Regions from separate parts of the Macaca mulatta genome. Here region 2 is linked to region 1. The links are chromatin contacts, called in public Hi-C maps. All regions are on one chromosome and are shown on one strand. The core of a region is the stretch at or near the end of the contact, and the rest is flanking DNA. Distances in the headings are between cores, read along the strand shown. Region 1 holds the start of NTAN1 (N-terminal asparagine amidase). Region 2 holds the start of MARF1 (meiosis regulator and mRNA stability factor 1).

Evidence for each region. Hi-C and Micro-C count contacts between places; a contact is called where the count stands out from the background.
Region 2: a contact with region 1 is called in a Hi-C map of fetal cortex germinal zone, with 2.8 times the contacts expected there. The contact joins the promoter of MARF1 here to the promoter of NTAN1 in region 1. A contact is called at or near these places in 3 of 14 Hi-C or Micro-C datasets (cortical neurons, fetal cortex germinal zone and fetal cortical plate).

What each region holds. Positions count from the first base shown.
Region 1 is chr20:16,005,073-16,008,848 of T2T-MMU8v2.0, forward strand. NTAN1 (N-terminal asparagine amidase) reads left to right here and starts at 2,021. Exons shown (of 8, transcript XM_015125684.2): 1 at 2,021-2,139.
Region 2 is chr20:16,416,574-16,420,349 of T2T-MMU8v2.0, forward strand. It overlaps MARF1 (meiosis regulator and mRNA stability factor 1), which reads right to left and starts at 1,692. Exons shown (of 26, transcript XM_077987125.1): 1 at 1,557-1,692. It overlaps MIR484 (microRNA mir-484), which reads left to right and starts at 1,838; the gene lies at 1,838-1,900. It also overlaps a transcript of NDE1 not described here.

The sequences.
Region 1 (3,776 bases), core at 771-3,270:
TATTGCTTCCTCATTGCCTGTAGACCAAAATTTGTGGAGCTGGGGTGGAAGAGCGGTAGGGAGTGGTTTCCTGCTTGTTATCTCGCTCATTTAGTCCTTTAGCGCAGGACTCAGCCTAGGAGATTGATAACCTGAGGTTACTCGAAAAAAGATCACCCAAAAGTGAAAAACCATTTAGGCAAATTGCACCAGCCCCAGGCAGAACCCATAGACCCTTGTTCTTCACCTTTGCACTTCCAAATGCCTCACTTTCATTGACTACTCTTTGCTCTGCAATTCCAATAATAGCTATCTTTAGAGTGTTTAGTATGTACCAGGTGAAACATGCTATTCTACAAAACCAGTTCAGGGAAGTTAAGTAGCTTGCTCCAGGCCAGCCTGCTCGTCATTGATCACCCTGGATTCAAACACTGTTTTTAGCTCAGATTTTCCTAGTTGGGACTTACTTCATGTCACCTGTGTTAGAATGAGTTGTTTACAGTCTAGGAGCATCTTATAGTGATGGAGAGCACTGCCTTTGGAATCATGCAAAGCTGGGTTCAGTCTTGGTGCTGCTACTAATTTCTACCACTTTGAGCAAGTTACCGTATCTGTTATGACGGAGGTGTTGATAGTAGCGCCTGGATTTGTGAGGACAAATGACAAATGAGGTGTTGATAGTAGCTCCTACATTTGTGAGGATAAACGAGAAATGTAGGTGTAATAATACAGAGAAATAATTTCCTGGTAGCTAGAAATAGAGTTATTTTGGGTGGGAAGTTGGATAACCTGGCAATGGGAACACCCTCTTCTGCAGTCACTTCTTTACTGTAGTAAATTTCCTGGTATTTTTGTTGAATGGGGTGTGTAAGCTGAGGGGAGATTTATGAAAGACGATGAATACAGATGATACAATTCTAATGAAGTTTCTGCTCTATCATGTGGCTCCTCTGTAGCTTCTGTAAACTCACCACTGCATCTTTTGTAAAATTACTTTTTGTTCATGTGCTGCAGAGTCGGATGAATTTGAGCAGTATTTCCAGATTTGAGAAGAGAGCTCCACGGTGAGACGCCTCTCGCCTTGGGGACCAGTCATCAGATTAGGGGCTGTGCAGTCAGTATCTGCAAATCCTTCCCCCACGATTCCCAGCCCACCTGTGAGTGGCCTATTGGATTCCAACCACGAAGTGTTATCGATGATCTCTTCAGTACGTGGGGCTAGCACAGTTCAGCATATATTTTCCCAGTTTAAGACTCTTTACGTTTATTATTATTATTATTTTTAGAGACAGAGTCTCCCTCTGCAGTGCCCAAACAGCTCATTGCAGCCTCCCACTCCTGGGGTCAAGAGATCCTCCCGCCTCAGTCTACAGAGTGGCTGGGATTACAGGTGCATGCCACCATGCCCAGTTAATGTTTAAATTTTTGGCAGAGACGAGGGTATGGGGGAGGGTGGGTCTCGCTATGTTGCCCAGGCTGGTCTCGAACTCCCGGCTTCAAGCGATCCTCCTGCCTCGGCACCCCAAAGCTCTGGGATTACAGGCGTGAGCCACCGTGCCCGCCTGATTAGGTTTATTACTCATTGAATACAATCCTACGGAGCTGCACAGCAGGGTCCCAAACTCAAGCTTGTGGAAGGTCACACCTGGGAAGCGTGGAGCAATGACCTAAAGCGCAGTAGCCGCAGCCAGAACCCGCCCCGGGAACTCCCCCGGAGGCTCTCTTGGCTCGCACAGCCGCTCCCTGGCCGCTCCCCTTTCCCCGCCTCCTTCACTCCCACGCTTTTGGGACTACACTTCCCAGCGCCCCTTGCGGAGGAGGCGGGCCGCGAGCTGCTTCCGGGGCCGCTTCCTGGCTTTGGACTACATTTCCCGTGAGGCCTTGCGGCCCCGTCCTGGATTTCTCCAGACTCTTCGGCCAGCGCCGCCTCCGCCTGGACTCCACTTCCCGGCAGCGCCCGCGGCGGGGCGGGGCAGGACGAGGCGGGACGCGCGGCCCGAGGGGCGGGGGTGGCGGGCGGCCCGGGGCTGCGGGGGGGGCCACCGCCTCCCTGGGCCTGCCTGGGCGACCGCCTCCGCGATGCCGCTGCTCGTCGAGGGGAGGCGAGTGCGGCTGCCGCAGTCCGCCGGGGACCTCGTCCGAGCCCACCCGCCTTTGGAGGTGAGCGGGGCGCGGCGCGGGGCTTCGGGGCGGGCCCGAGGGGAAGCTGCAGGGCGGGCGAGCGCCCTCCTCACCCCGCCGCCGCCCGTCTCACGCGACACAGACTTGAAACTTGGCGCTGTCTGCACGTCCGGAGCCCTGATTGTTGGCTCGCGCCTTCCCCTTGAGGGGTCCGGGAGCTTTTGCCTTCTTGAGACTTCAGCGGACTGCAGCGGAGGCCACTCTCTGACGGGGGAGGGGACGGGTGCCCAGAGAGGTTAGGTGACTAGCCCAAGGTCGCACAGCACCGCGGCTTGAGGACACGCCGGGACCCTTATTCCCAGACGGGGCGGCTGCAGCCCCCAGAGGGGCCGGTCCGTTTAGGCAAATCCGGCCGCCCGCCTTCGGGGACCGGCAGCCTGCCGTGAACGTTGCCTCGTCCTTGCGTCCCCGTGAAGCAGGAGGTTATTCCAGGGCGGGCTTCGGAGAGCGTTTGGGCCGGGGGATCTTGGCGGGGACCCCCATTCCTTCCTCCTCTCTCCCCTACCCCCGGGGCGTAGGGCGCCGAGTTATTTTTAGCCGGAAGAGCGAGCCTTGCAACCCAGCTGGGCCATAGGACCACGCCCTGATGCACGGGTTTTGTTTGTTTTTTCTGCTTTTGTGCTCAAATGGATCTCTCAACTCTTGTCCACGCTTCTGCAAGGGCTGTTGGCAAGGGGGTTCTTAGTTTTTAAAAAGAGCGGGGCGTGGAGCGGGGGAGGCAAACGTCCTACTTGCCATAGATCCTGTTAAAGGGGACTCAATCAGTTCGTTGATTTGAGAATCAAATATCGAGCCCCTAATATCTGTTGGGCACCGTACTTATCACTGTCCCTACCCTCGGAGTGTTTATAGTCTAGAAGAGAGAATGGTTTCTGATGGAAGAAGGCTCAGATACTGTAAACTGTTAAGTGCCATAAAGAAAAAGCGTCCCCTTTCACTCTGAGATGTGAAGCACAGGAACCTGACCAAGTGTGTGGGGTTGGGGAAGGCATTTAGAGGTTTCATCTGTCACAGCTGTACAGTTTGTGATTATTTTGTTTGCTCGTTTGTTCTCTATTTGATCTGTTCCCAGAATGTAAGCCTCCTGAAGGCAGATAAGAGTAGTATCCTCGCTTTTGTATCCTCAGAGTGTAGGACGGTCCCTGGCATAGAATTGACGCTCAGTAAAGATGTGTTGCATAAACGAGGGCACAAAATAACCCCTGAACGTGATCTGAAGGGTGAGAAGTACTTACTGACAGGAGAAGGCAGACAGCTCTGTGTGATTCTCAGCTTGCATTTCAGGACCGACCATCGTCTGTTAGCCAACATGCACCGAGCTAGGTGTGGTGGTGTGTCATTTTATCCTTGCATTGTGTTACTGTCTTGTTAACTAGCGAAGTCAGGAGTAGGACTCACCAAGGAAAAATAATTTCAGCAGCCTGAAGAATTTAGGGGACGCTCTACTTTTGTCTGTTTGAAAATGTTCGTGATAGAAAGTTAGATGGGTGTCCCGGGCTGCACACTTAAGTGTGGAGGGGGATTTGGTGACATACCGGGACTGCTCCTCTGGAAGGAAGGTTTTGGCCTATTTAAGAAGACATGTCCTAGAAAGACTGTACTGGGGACCAGTTTGT
Region 2 (3,776 bases), core at 442-2,941, 410 kb after region 1:
AAACTTCTTCAAAGCCAAATCCTGAAAGTGAGCTGACATTTACAGTATAATCTAGTTTACAAGGTATTTTCATTTAACATTACTTATGTCTTCATTCAGCAAATATTTACTTAGTATCTACTATGCAGCAGGTCTGTGCTTGGCACAAGGAATATAATGAAAAAAACCCAGACGGTGGGAAACACTTACATAATTTTCGCAATAATTCTGTGAGGTAGACAGGGGAGAAATCAGCTACATTTTTGCAGAGGGGGAAACACAAACCTAATGAAGTTTTGTAGCGAGCCTGACACAAAATTAGGTTTGTTCACCCCTTTCCACTACACCAAGGTGCCTTCAATACTGCACAATACAAGCGATTAAAAGTAAAAACTTTCAGGTGCCTGCACCCTGAAAATTTCCCAAATATTATCCACGAAGCAACTTAGATAGCCAAAAGCAGGTTCTGTTTGACTTGAGTGACGGTCTCCTTTCTGTCACTCTCTCCAACTCTTTTGAGCAATTCGGTTGACTCTGTCGACTGTCTGCATTTTGGTCTCCAATTCTACCGTGGTGCAGCTTTGGACAACTCACAATCTCTCTGAACCTCAGATCCCATCTCTAAAATGGGTGTGACAATAATAGAAACCACCTTACAAGGCCGTTGTTTGGATAATCACAGGGAACATTTAGCAAACGGTGTTTCTTTAGCACCCAATCTAGTCCTTGACCCCACACCACTCCATCCCATTACCGTTTTCTCCCCCATAGCTCTGTGTTTAAAGTGGCCTTTTTAGCTTATTTTATTATCTTTCTCCCCATTTAGAATATAAACTCCATGACAGCAGAGACTATGTTTCCTTATTCACTATTCCGTCTCCTGCCCTTAGTACAATGCCTGGCACATTTCAATAAAAAACTGTTGAACGAATAAAGCTTAATAAATATCTAGGAAGACAATTTAGGTTTCAATACACCGATTTGCAAAACAGAAGAATATTTACCGCTCAGAGATTTACCGCTCAGAGAAGTCCAATAGATACAAATGCAATTGGACAACTCTTGGTATTACCGTAAAGGTGCTTGAGAAACTCTAAAAGGTGTATCAAGAGGTCGCGTTACAACTACTAGTGAGAGTGGCTGAAGCCCTAAACACTATCTGTCAACCCTGAGACTACACCCTACGGCTTGCTAAAAGGCCGAGGAGAATGCAAAACGGCCGCGGAGGGGGGAGGGTGTTGCAAAAACACCCGCCCCTTTCCTTCTCTCTTAACCTTCCAGCTGTGCACTTCACTCCTGGAGGGCCCCTCTGGGGGTCAGACAGACAGGGGCGGGCGGGGAGCCAAATACCCTCGAAGGGGAACAGCGGCGCCAACAGTGACAGCAGTGAATGGACCCGAAAGGGAGACAAGCCAACTCTTTCTTGGGGGGGCCGACTGGCGCGTCCCAGTTAGCCAACCTGCCCCCTCCACCACCATCCCACCAGGGGAAAGAGGGGGTACTGTCCTCCGTCCCGCCCCGCTGGCCCCGGAACAGAGCCTGCTGGGGTCTGGTCGCAGCGCTGTCTGCAAACTCACCTCTGCCGCCGGCTCCACCTCCGCTCACATTCCGGCCCCGCCGCCTTCCCCCCGCCCCCCCAGGCCCTTTGTTTTGATTCCCGACTCCGCAGCTCCCGCCGCCGCCGCCAAGCGCACCCTCCACTTCCGCTTCCGCACCGCACCGCCCCTGTCGCAAAACCGACGCCCTTCTCTCCCCTTCGCCCCGCCCCCTCCTCGCCCCGCCTCCTCCGCCGCGTCCTGTCCGCGCGGGGCATGCTGGGAACCCCGGGGGGGGCGGGGCCTCGCGGCCCTGCAGCCTCGTCAGGCTCAGTCCCCTCCCGATAAACCCCTAAATAGGGACTTTCCCGGGGGGTGACCCTGGCTTTTTTGGCGAAAACCCCCAGTTTAAGGAGGCCTTCCCCCTGGCTTCACGTTGTGGAGTCGAAAGGAACCTTGAAGCGGAGAATGAGAGAGCTCGTGACGTGGATCCGAGGAAAAAACCTGCCAACCAGGATTTAATAGAATTCGGCTCTTTTCAGGCTTTGGAGGGAAGGCGGTTTGAACGGAATTTCAATGAAAAACCCGATCGTTTCTGCTTTTTTTTTTTTACCCCCTCGCTCAGGTCTCGTCACGTGATGGTCCTACTTTATTTTTAAAAATTAAATGGCGCATATTCCCCAGCATCCTAAATCTAGTGCAACCTAGTGGCAAGTGAAGAAAAAAAATAACTGCCAACCCGGCTTCCTGCGAGGTCCCCCGGGGTTCTCGCAAAGTTGCTACCCAACTGGCAAAAATAAAGGGTATGCAAAGACTCAACTGGACGTTGCCACCAAGAATCAAGAGATTGTGGGGGACTTTGGCAAGAAAACGTTATCTGTAAAAGCCCTGCTCCAAAGCTGGTGACAAATGAATACTGCGTTTCCAGTGACAGGTTGGGCGAGCAGAAAGGAGACCTTATGGTTAGTTTCAAATACTTTTATGTCTTAGGTGGCCAGATACGCCGTGTGGTTTGCTTTTTTTTTTTTTTTTTTTTTTTAAATAGCGTCCCACAATCTTCACGTTTCCCTGGAATGAAAAAATTTTAAGACTCAGCAAAAGGGTGATTTCTGAAACTACCAGCTGCTTACTATTTTCTGTTGCAAATTAGGAGAAAAACAAAGCACATATTGTGTAAATTAAATCTAGACACAATTTAGGATGTGCTAACTGCTAGCTGAATGCTACCTTAGAAGTTTATTTTTAAAGTTTGCCCAGAAACAAGTTGACTTTGCAAAAGAATCAGTAAGTCGAAATTGCCAAACAAGAACATTTTCCCCCAAAAAAATCCTCACTGGGAGGTTATCTCAATAGGCAACCCCCATTACGTGGGGATTAACACGTCCCTGTAAACATTCTTGTAGATGGGTATTGTGGAGGGCAAGATCAGACATGTAACTGAAGAATCCTTTGTGTCTGTATTTAATTTTCCAGAAGGCAGATGACAAGCACACATCCTCTCCCTGCGTAGGTATTTATTACTGCTGACTAAATCTTGACTGTGGGCTGGGCGCAGTGGCTCAGGCCTGTAATCCCAATACTTTGAGAGGCTACGGAGGGAGGATCTGTTGAGCCTATAAATTTGAGACTAGACTGGGAAACAGTGAAACTCCATCGCTATTTAGAAAAGAAAGAAAAAAATCTGCATTGTGTCTGTGTATAGGTAGTATTTTCCAAGTGGAGATTAGATGAAAAACCTGTTTCTAGCGTTTTGGTTTTTTTCAGAGTACCAAGCAAATATGCTACTCTTCACAGGTGTTTTCGCCCCCATTTTATTTAAGTTGAGCATGTCTCAACACAAGCCGTATTAACTAAAAATCTTAAAAAAGAAACAAGGTAATCGTGGGTTTCTAATTTTTTAAAAAAAAAAATAGTTTTTAGCCAGAAAACATAAAAGAATGCAGACACATTTCCTTTTTAGTTTTTTTTTTTTGGAGACATAGTCTTGCTTCACTGCCCAGGCTGGAGTGCAGTGGTAGGATCTTGGCTTACTGCAGCCTCCGCCTGCTGGGTTCAACCGATTCTCATGCCTCAGCCTCCCGACTAGCTAGGATTACAGGCGCCCACCACCATGCCCGGCTAATTTTTGTGTTTTTAGCAGAGACGGGATATTGCCATGTTGGCCAGGCTGGTCTCGAACTCCTAGCCTCAAGTGATCCTCCTTCCTCGGCCTCTTTAGGATTGCAGGGCTGAGCCAACGAGCCTGACCACATTTTCTTTATA